Linked DNA regions of Mus musculus: region 1 is linked to region 2. Evidence: chromatin contacts called from public HiChIP or PLAC-seq data. All regions are on one chromosome and are shown on one strand. The core of a region is the stretch at or near the end of the contact, and the rest is flanking DNA. Distances in the headings are between cores, read along the strand shown. Region 1 has its middle 540 kb from the start of Gm30770. Region 2 has its middle 120 kb from the start of Gm22789.

Region 1 (4,109 bases), core at 1,234-3,733, 610 kb after region 2:
TTTAAGGCAATCCACGAAGGAGACTCTTGCACATTTGTGCTTATTGTGTTGGTATTCATAATAGCCAAGATATGGAGCCAGCCTTGATGTCTATGAACAGGATGATAGAGAAAATGTGCTGTATACCCTAGCATTTCCTTCAGCCATGAAGCCTGAAAGTAAGGCACTTACACCAAAACATGAAAGTAGAGATTGTCACAGTGACATAATCCAGCCTAAGAAATAAAAATAAGTACATTTTGCATGTGATATAAAAAGAGAGGGGGACTTTGATAGAGAAGATGTAAGGATCAAACAATAACAGAGAAAAAAGGAAGACATATGTATATTTTCCTGCAGTATAGCTTGAATGTATACATACAAATATATACATATGTATATATTTGTATGATATACAGTATAAATATGGAAGGGAAATTTTGAAGAGAGTAGAATGGACAAGGTAAAGTAATGAGGGGCCATATATGAGCAAAGTACAATTACAAATGTGTATGGAAACGTTATAATGAAACTGCTGTTTTATATATTAACTAAAAACATTGAAAAAGAATAAAGAAACTTCAGTGTACTATCTATAATTATGCCACCTTATCTTACTTTTTACATGCGGGTAGTCTGATGGATTGAATGCATACTCTTTCTCTTGATAGATTTTTGAGGCATGTTTCTTATTCTTTGAGCCATTATTGTGACATCATAGTCCAGGGTCCTGGAGGACACATACTCAGCCATGACTTATGATCCAGCACTAAATATACTGGCATATATTTTCAGATACAGGCATGTATTTTTTTTCAGAAAAAAAAAAGACATTTAGTCAAAGAAACTACTATTGTATATTTCCTCTCTTTTGAAATCTATAAGAAAAAGGCAGCATTTTAAACCCTGCTCCCAGGCTAACGCTGCTGTGGAAATTGGAGCCCATCTTGAACTCTCAGAGGTGTGGTGTAAATTCATGTGAATTGGAATTTATAATGGAAGCTGCATGATACTTTACTGAAACTGCACAAACTATGCTCCAATTGGAAACAATAAAACAAAGAGCACAGCAGACCACCCTCCGCTGTGCTTTTATTAACTTTCTATTTCCAGCCTCAGAGAGCCTGTCAGTAATGCCTGCATTTCAGTTGATTTCTCTGTAACATTCTGCTTGGTATTTGCAAGTCACTGAATGTGGTATTTTACTTCATCAACTGATATACTTTGGAGAGACACTTGAAAGTGAAAAACTCAAGTCTATGACTCTGGCTCTTGGATATGTGCAGACTAATAGAACCAAAGTTTCTGTGCTGAATTGGAAGGCAGATCTTGACAGATCATGAGAATATAATGAAAGTCATCCTTTATGTTCATGAACTATAAAGCTTACATTTTCTATAGCAGAAAATGATACAGGAATGACTCTCCATTTCTATCTATGGAGATTATTAGAAAGAATGATCAGAAAGGATTTGATTAAGTAATCCACACTCTCACTTCCATTTACTCATGCCTATTATTTGGTGGGTCGGGTTGGCACTCTCAGGAATCAGGCATCTTATATCTTGTTCTGTGCATTTGACACATTCAGTTTTTTATTCAGGCCATTGAGTGGGTTTCAAAGAATGTTCAAATGAGATGATTTTTGCCAAAAGTCAGGGGACCAACATTCCATTAAGAAAACATGAACAAGCTGAGAAAATGTACAAAAAACTTACAACTCATTACTCTGCTCTATTTGTCTAAAAATTTAAGGTGAGTGAAATGTTTTAGCACATAGATGCTTTAAAATATGTACTAGTCAAATCAACAAGAAAAAATTTGGTAAGCTCAATGGATGTGGAAAAATTATTTGATAAAATTGAACAGATAATCATAATTTTAAAAGGCAAAAAATAAAAATATCATATTATATACCTTCCCCAAAGCAGAGGAAGTATAGTGAAGGATGAGACCATTGAAACTTCCATGCTTCCCTTCCTAACTAAAAGTGTAGATTCCATCATGTCCACTTAGATGGACAAATCTAAGGAGATCCTTGGGTCTCTATGATCAGTGGAGGCTTGTTCTGTTGATAAAAGCAAATGAGTGCTACATGCTCAGTGCCTCAAGCCAGTGTTAAGATCAGCACAGGCAATCCACCCCCACCCCAAGACACTCTTCTGTCTTTCCTCCCCTCTCTAGCTCCACATCTAGCTCTCTTGCTCTCATATCAGGAGTCATCCTATTTTTAATTTCATGTTCTCAGGAAAGGATAGATTCAGACTGTTGGGGCCGGCCTGCTGCTCTCATGTCCAGGTTCGAGCCTGGAAGGCATCTTGGAACTGGAAGAAAAGAGGGGATCTAGGCGGTTTGAGAAATAATGGAACCAAGACAACTAGTCTGCTCAAGATTCAATTTTTAATGTCGGACACACTTTATAAAGGAGAGGGGAGAGCCCATTCTAGCCAAGTCATCCTTGGAGCCCAGCTGCAGGTGACCACATGTAGGCTCTGGAACAGCTAGGCCAACTCCCAGCAGGTAGCAGCAGCGGCAATGGCAGAACAATAAAGTGATCCTGGGAGGCAGGCTCCACCCTAGGTAATCTCCTTAGTGACAACAAAGTCAAGGTCTGGCTCAGCCTGCTTCAGGCTGTGGGGGGAGGTTACATCAGACAGCCCCACTTGTGGGTGGGAAAGGCAGGAACAAACAACAGTCACAAACTAAATGAAAAACTAAAATACAAACCTTTTAGCAAAATTAAGGAACTTTGCTTTTAAAGTAGAAGTATATTTTTTTAAAAATTATCTTATGAAGTAGCTTAAGAGATGGCTTATGGTAGTGCTTTTCAACCTGTGGGTAGCAACTGATTTATGAGAGGAGCAAAATTGCAGTTATGGAAGTAGCAACAAAATAATTTTATGGTTTGGGATTACTACAACATGACGAACTGTATTAAAGGATCAGAGCATTAGGAATGCTGAGAACCACTGCCTTAGAGATGAACAATTGGTCTACTCTTCCACAGTGTCTACATTCTGTTCACAGCAACCACTCAGCACAGCTCATAACTCATAGAACCCAAGATCAGTGGGTCTGCTGCCCTCCTCTGGGAACCTTGGCCACTTGCCCTCACACAGAATCACTAATATATGTAAATCTTTTAAAAAATGATTTAGAAAAGCTTTGGGCACTGAAAATGTAGCAAAGTGATAGCATACCTGCCTGGAATGCACAAGGCCCTGGGGTCTAACCTCAGATACTACAGAAATAGAAAAAGGTTCTTTTTAGGACAGCCACTTTCTCAGTTGTGTGGAACACTGAACCTGGCCCCTATCTGATGTAGCGTCAGTGCCTGGGTACCAAGAAAGTTAAATCACAGAGGAGGAAAAGTCTCTCAGGAAAAGACTGACCACAGGTGCTCTGTCTTTGTTTCAGGCAGTTATGATGTACTCTGTTCTCTTCTTCCAGCTTTAAGAAGGAGGACTAGGTCAGGTGGTCCCTGAGCATTTCTTGACAGGAATTATAGAAGAGAAAATCAGCTTACTATCCACAAAGGACTATGGTTACAGAGCTATGAACACTGCAGGCAAAGCTTGCAACTAACATGCTAGCAAGGTAAGAACTGACTCTTCCTTGGGTTGACACACCTGCTTTATGGATTTGCTTTAAGACTTACATGTCTACACTCAATGGGCATTATGCAGGCTCCTTAACCTCTGTAAATTCTTTCCTCTAAATGACCTAGATGCTTGAGCATTAACTAGACTTAGACTCTCTTTGGATTGAAAATTCAGTGAAACCCGGCCTTCCTTGGCTATTCGTGGAATAAGTGAGTATGTGATTTTAAAATTGTGCTTGGAGTTAATTATATATAACAAGTTTTAACTCAGCTAACTTGTGTGCTCACATTTCTTACTGGTGAAACAGATAGGAAGATGGTATCGCTCATAGTTCCTGGTTCTGGAATAGAAGATAATGAAGTTAAATATTTCTGGGGCCATTAAGCACTCATAAGTGGGAATTTCATTGGTATTTTTCATCTTGTGGGTGTTTTTCTGTGCTTAGTTATTGAAGAGCTTCCTTCTTGGTATTTATGGATTCTTTCCTAAATTAGGTGAGTTCGACCCATAGGAAAAAAAATTAAAATG
Region 2 (3,982 bases), core at 1,117-3,616:
GTTTCCATCTGCATCCATGACATTGATTCCTTGTGTACAGGGCAGCTACAGGAGCATGGACCCACTATACAGCGAGGGCAAAGCAGCACATCTTTTGAGACCTGCCTCTTGCCTCTGCCCTTACTGAAGTCATACTGATAAGATGGAAATGTACATGGAAAAGTTGTGGCTGTAGATCTAGGGATCGACAAACAAGATGCCCAGAATGTATGAGGCTGACCTTATCCATACAGTGATATACCAAGCAGCCATTAAAGGAAATACAGAAACTGTTCAAACACTTGCAAAAAAAAAAAAAAAAAAGGTATGAAAGATTTGCTGTTAAAATAATGACAATGGGACCAGAGGGTAGGTAAGGGAGCTGAGTTTCTTCATTTGCACATTACTAATGACGTTTGTGAGTGGTTGGGGCTGAAGGACAGATGTGGAATTTAAAGTCCACTGCTTCTTTTCATGACTATTTTTAATTTTGTACCATGTGACACAAATGCAAAAGGAAATTGAGAACATTTTAACTTTGTAGTAACTTGGTACTTAACTGGTGTTGAAAAGTAGCAGGTAGGGAAGGCCTAGGACTGGGAGGAATTGATCCTTAAAGTGTAGCTTGGGTTGCAAGGAAACAAAGTAATATCTCTACTGTCTCTCTGAGGTTGTGTGTATAATTGAGGGGCAATCATGACAAGAATTGGCTTGTAAAATTTGAGCACTGTTTTAAAATAGTGGATCTGGAATAGTCAGCAGATTTTATTGAGCCTGATTTGCACATAATCTGGAAGCTAGATATTTTCCCCAGAAATCTTTTAAGAGTGCTCATTGCATCTATTTTCATAGGATAGTAGTGATTGGAGGAAGTGACATAGATTTGGAATACCTCAGAAAAGGAAGTTGAATGTAAGATTCAGCATGAATTAAGCACAGTATAGAATCAGCTAATAGACACCGAGAGTGGATTGTTTCTGAAAAATCACTGAAATAGAACCATGGATTTTTTTCTTTACAGAATAGTTATTATTTTTCATTTGTTCTCTCTAGCTGAGAAAACTACATTTCTACATTCTTTCCACTGGATACTACCAAAATCCACTTAGCAGTTGTAATTGAAATTGATCACTCAGATGGCACAGTATACAAATGCTGCTTTTCTAAAGTGGCTAAGGAAACACTTTGGGGTCATATGTTCTTCCAAAAACTTTCCTTTTGCTTCTTAAGACAAAGACCTGATGCGCCTGAGTGGGCTTGAGACCCAGAAGTGTCCTCCAAAATTGGGTCGAGGGAGGGCCTAGGTTTCACCTGGTTTGTATTCTTGTTCTCTCCGTCTCTGTCTCCATTTTGTGTCAGTCTCTTCTCCTCCACTCTGCATGTGTGTTTGCACACGTGGCCATGCACATGTGGTATCTTCTTCTTTTGTATGTTTTTTTCTGTATGTCTGGCCCTCTTTGGATATTCAGTCTGTCAAGCTGACAACCCCATTGTGATTTATTTGAAGAGCCTCAGGCCACAGGAGAGATCATAGATAGATGTTCCTAGCAACAGCTTTGGCTGACTTAATTAGAAATAACCATAATAACCACTGGGATATGATTGAGGAGAAGGTCCATCTCACCCTTCAGCCATTCCAAGATCATCAAATGTATCAGGGATTCGCTGTCACTTCAGTAAATCTCAGAATGCTGACTCATAGACAAAACCAATGTTGTTGATTTGACTGGACCACAGAAAACTGGCTGCACTGTGTGGGACAGGGGCTGAAGAGGGAATAGAGCACTGTAGTAGGGTCTAGGGAAGTACTGTTAAACTGCCCCTTTTACTTCTGGAGGACTAGGGAAACCACAAACCCTTGTTATGCACGGGGGCTGGGGGTAGCTGCGCTGATGTATGGTGAGCTTCTCTGGGTTTAAGGCAGCTAAGTGGCTTCATCCATCATATAAAGTATTCTGTGCCTATACTTTATAGAAGGCTCAATTGCCGCACTTTCAAGCACTGCAGAAGAATATAAAGCCATAGATAATTTTAATTGTCTTTGTTTACTTGCAGTAAGTCAGGCTATCGAGTATGGTTCCCTAGCCCTTAATCATTTTTAAGCACTTACATAACATGCATGTGAGGACCCTTTCCAGACAGGCTCGAGGTTCCTCGTCTTCTCCCTCAGGCTTCCCCCTTCCCTGTCCTACGCAGTGACTTGTATTTTGCACACACGTTTTTCACTTTTCATGGTAGTTCAGAATCTTAAGAGCAGGAGTTCATTCCTGGCCACTCTCCAGGACACTATACTCCTGGGTTGATGATTCTCACAGAAGACGCAGACATGAAAGCAACAAGGCTTTCTTGGTCACCTGGGTGCCTGTCTTTAGGGAGTTTGGCCTGTAGGTGGCAGTACGGTCTTGTTTTGCTCCCTGCTGGTAACTCCTGCTTTAACTCAAAAAGGGATCCAATAGATTTTCCCTCCCTGAAATCTTTATGGTTTTCCCACCTTCCCAGAGTCAGGGCTGATTCTTATCTCTCAGTATTAGAGCTCTGCCAGACACTACAGGAGTTCTGGGTGTGGGAGAAAGCAGGCACAGCCTGGCAGAGAAGAGAATTGTGAAGTGGAATCTGATGTGGAATGAGAGAGAAGCGCGTGGGTTGGGAAAGTGCTGTTACTTTCCCAGTCTGTGCTTCATCAAGGAGCTGAAACAAAAGCCAGGGTGGAGTTAGTGAACCCGAGCTCACTCTGAGCTGCCTAGCTCTGTTCTAGCTGAGTCAGTAGTGGCCACAGTAGATCCAACTTTAACAATTACATCAAGGATCCCAACAAAGGAACCAGACTGGGAGGAGACAGTCCAGCCACCATGTCAGCCTCCTCCTCTCTTGGGGAGTGTCTCTTTGTTCTGGGATGGGGGTGGAGTTTGGGTAGGTGTTCCAAGCAATTGACAGTTCACATCAAGATCTAGCCACACTGTGTACACAAACTCTGCTCCTGGAAGTACTTCTTTTCTGGGCAATAACTTTCCCATAAGAACTTTGAAAATCAAACATCATCTTGACCTAGTGAGAGCTAAACTTACCTTGACTTTAAAGGCATAGTATTTTTCTTGAAATTGGGCAGGACAAGGAAAAGAACAAAAAAATAACTGAATTGTAACATGAGTAACCTGAAAAAGCTCATGATGTGTGGTTTACTAGAAAGATCCTACTGACCTAGTGGGGGGTCCAGGCATGCAGATGACTCAGGCAACACTTTTCTAACATTTGCATACACACTGTTAGGGTGTGGCCACTACTAGGGAAGGTGTCCTTCCATTTTGCCTTTAGAAAGGTTACCAGAAAGCAAAAAAGAAACAACAGTTGGACAAGAAGAAACCAATTTAAATTCCTTCTTAAGTAAAAGTAAATATTCTAGGAACCTCATGCATACCTATGTTTGCTGAGGACAACCGGGGAGTGGCCATCTCACAGTGGCTGAAAGGCTTTTGTGGTTTTTGTGATCATTGAATTGGCTAGGTTGAGCATATTGGTTATACCCAGCAGCCCTGCTTAGGCATCTTTGAGTCATACTAAGTCCTTGTGGGAGGCTATTACCAAGTGCTAATGCATCTGTCCTGACATCAACTCCCACAGCATGAGCTGACAAATGGCCACATCACCATCTCTTTCCCTCCGTCTCACTAAAGGCTGCTAAGAAGCATGAGACTCGCAGAATGTTGCTTGTTATTTTCTTTGTCTATCTTGGTAGCTAACCATTTATTTTCTTTTCTTAGACCCTTTGGATGTTTCAGAGTGCACACCTCTCTGATGTCCAGAGATATTGTAAGCCACTGATTTTTGCATTGGCACAGTTAGGCTCTGAGTCTGTTAGCTACAGTTGCTAGGCTGAGTCCAGCTTCATGTCACAAAGAACTCTGTGAAAGCTTAAGTAAACACCATTAAGTCCCAAATGGATGATGACAATGAAATAGGCTTTAAGTTGGTAATAATGGGGTGATATATTTATTGTGCTGTATGA

The links. HiChIP or PLAC-seq counts read pairs in DNA pulled down with a chosen protein or histone mark.
Region 1: an H3K27ac HiChIP or PLAC-seq map of embryonic stem cells shows a contact between it and region 2, with 12 times the contacts expected there. The contact joins two enhancer-like sites. A contact is called at or near these places in 5 of 115 datasets of contacts at active chromatin or transcription factors (all in embryonic stem cells) and 1 of 9 other capture datasets (embryonic stem cells).

Annotation. Positions count from the first base shown.
Region 1 is chr11:13,415,533-13,419,641 of GRCm38.p6, forward strand. No RefSeq gene overlaps it. Among named protein-coding and RNA genes, the nearest start is that of Gm30770, 540 kb to the right of the region's middle. Within about 2 kb of position 2,484, at least 9 of the 459 cell types and tissues checked have an H3K27ac peak or open chromatin away from gene starts, as enhancers often do. A contact at or near this core is called in embryonic stem cells, where this site is marked.
Region 2 is chr11:12,809,020-12,813,001 of GRCm38.p6, forward strand. No RefSeq gene overlaps it. Among named protein-coding and RNA genes, the nearest start is that of Gm22789, 120 kb to the left of the region's middle. Within about 2 kb of position 2,367, at least 54 of the 459 cell types and tissues checked have an H3K27ac peak or open chromatin away from gene starts, as enhancers often do. A contact at or near this core is called in embryonic stem cells, where this site is marked.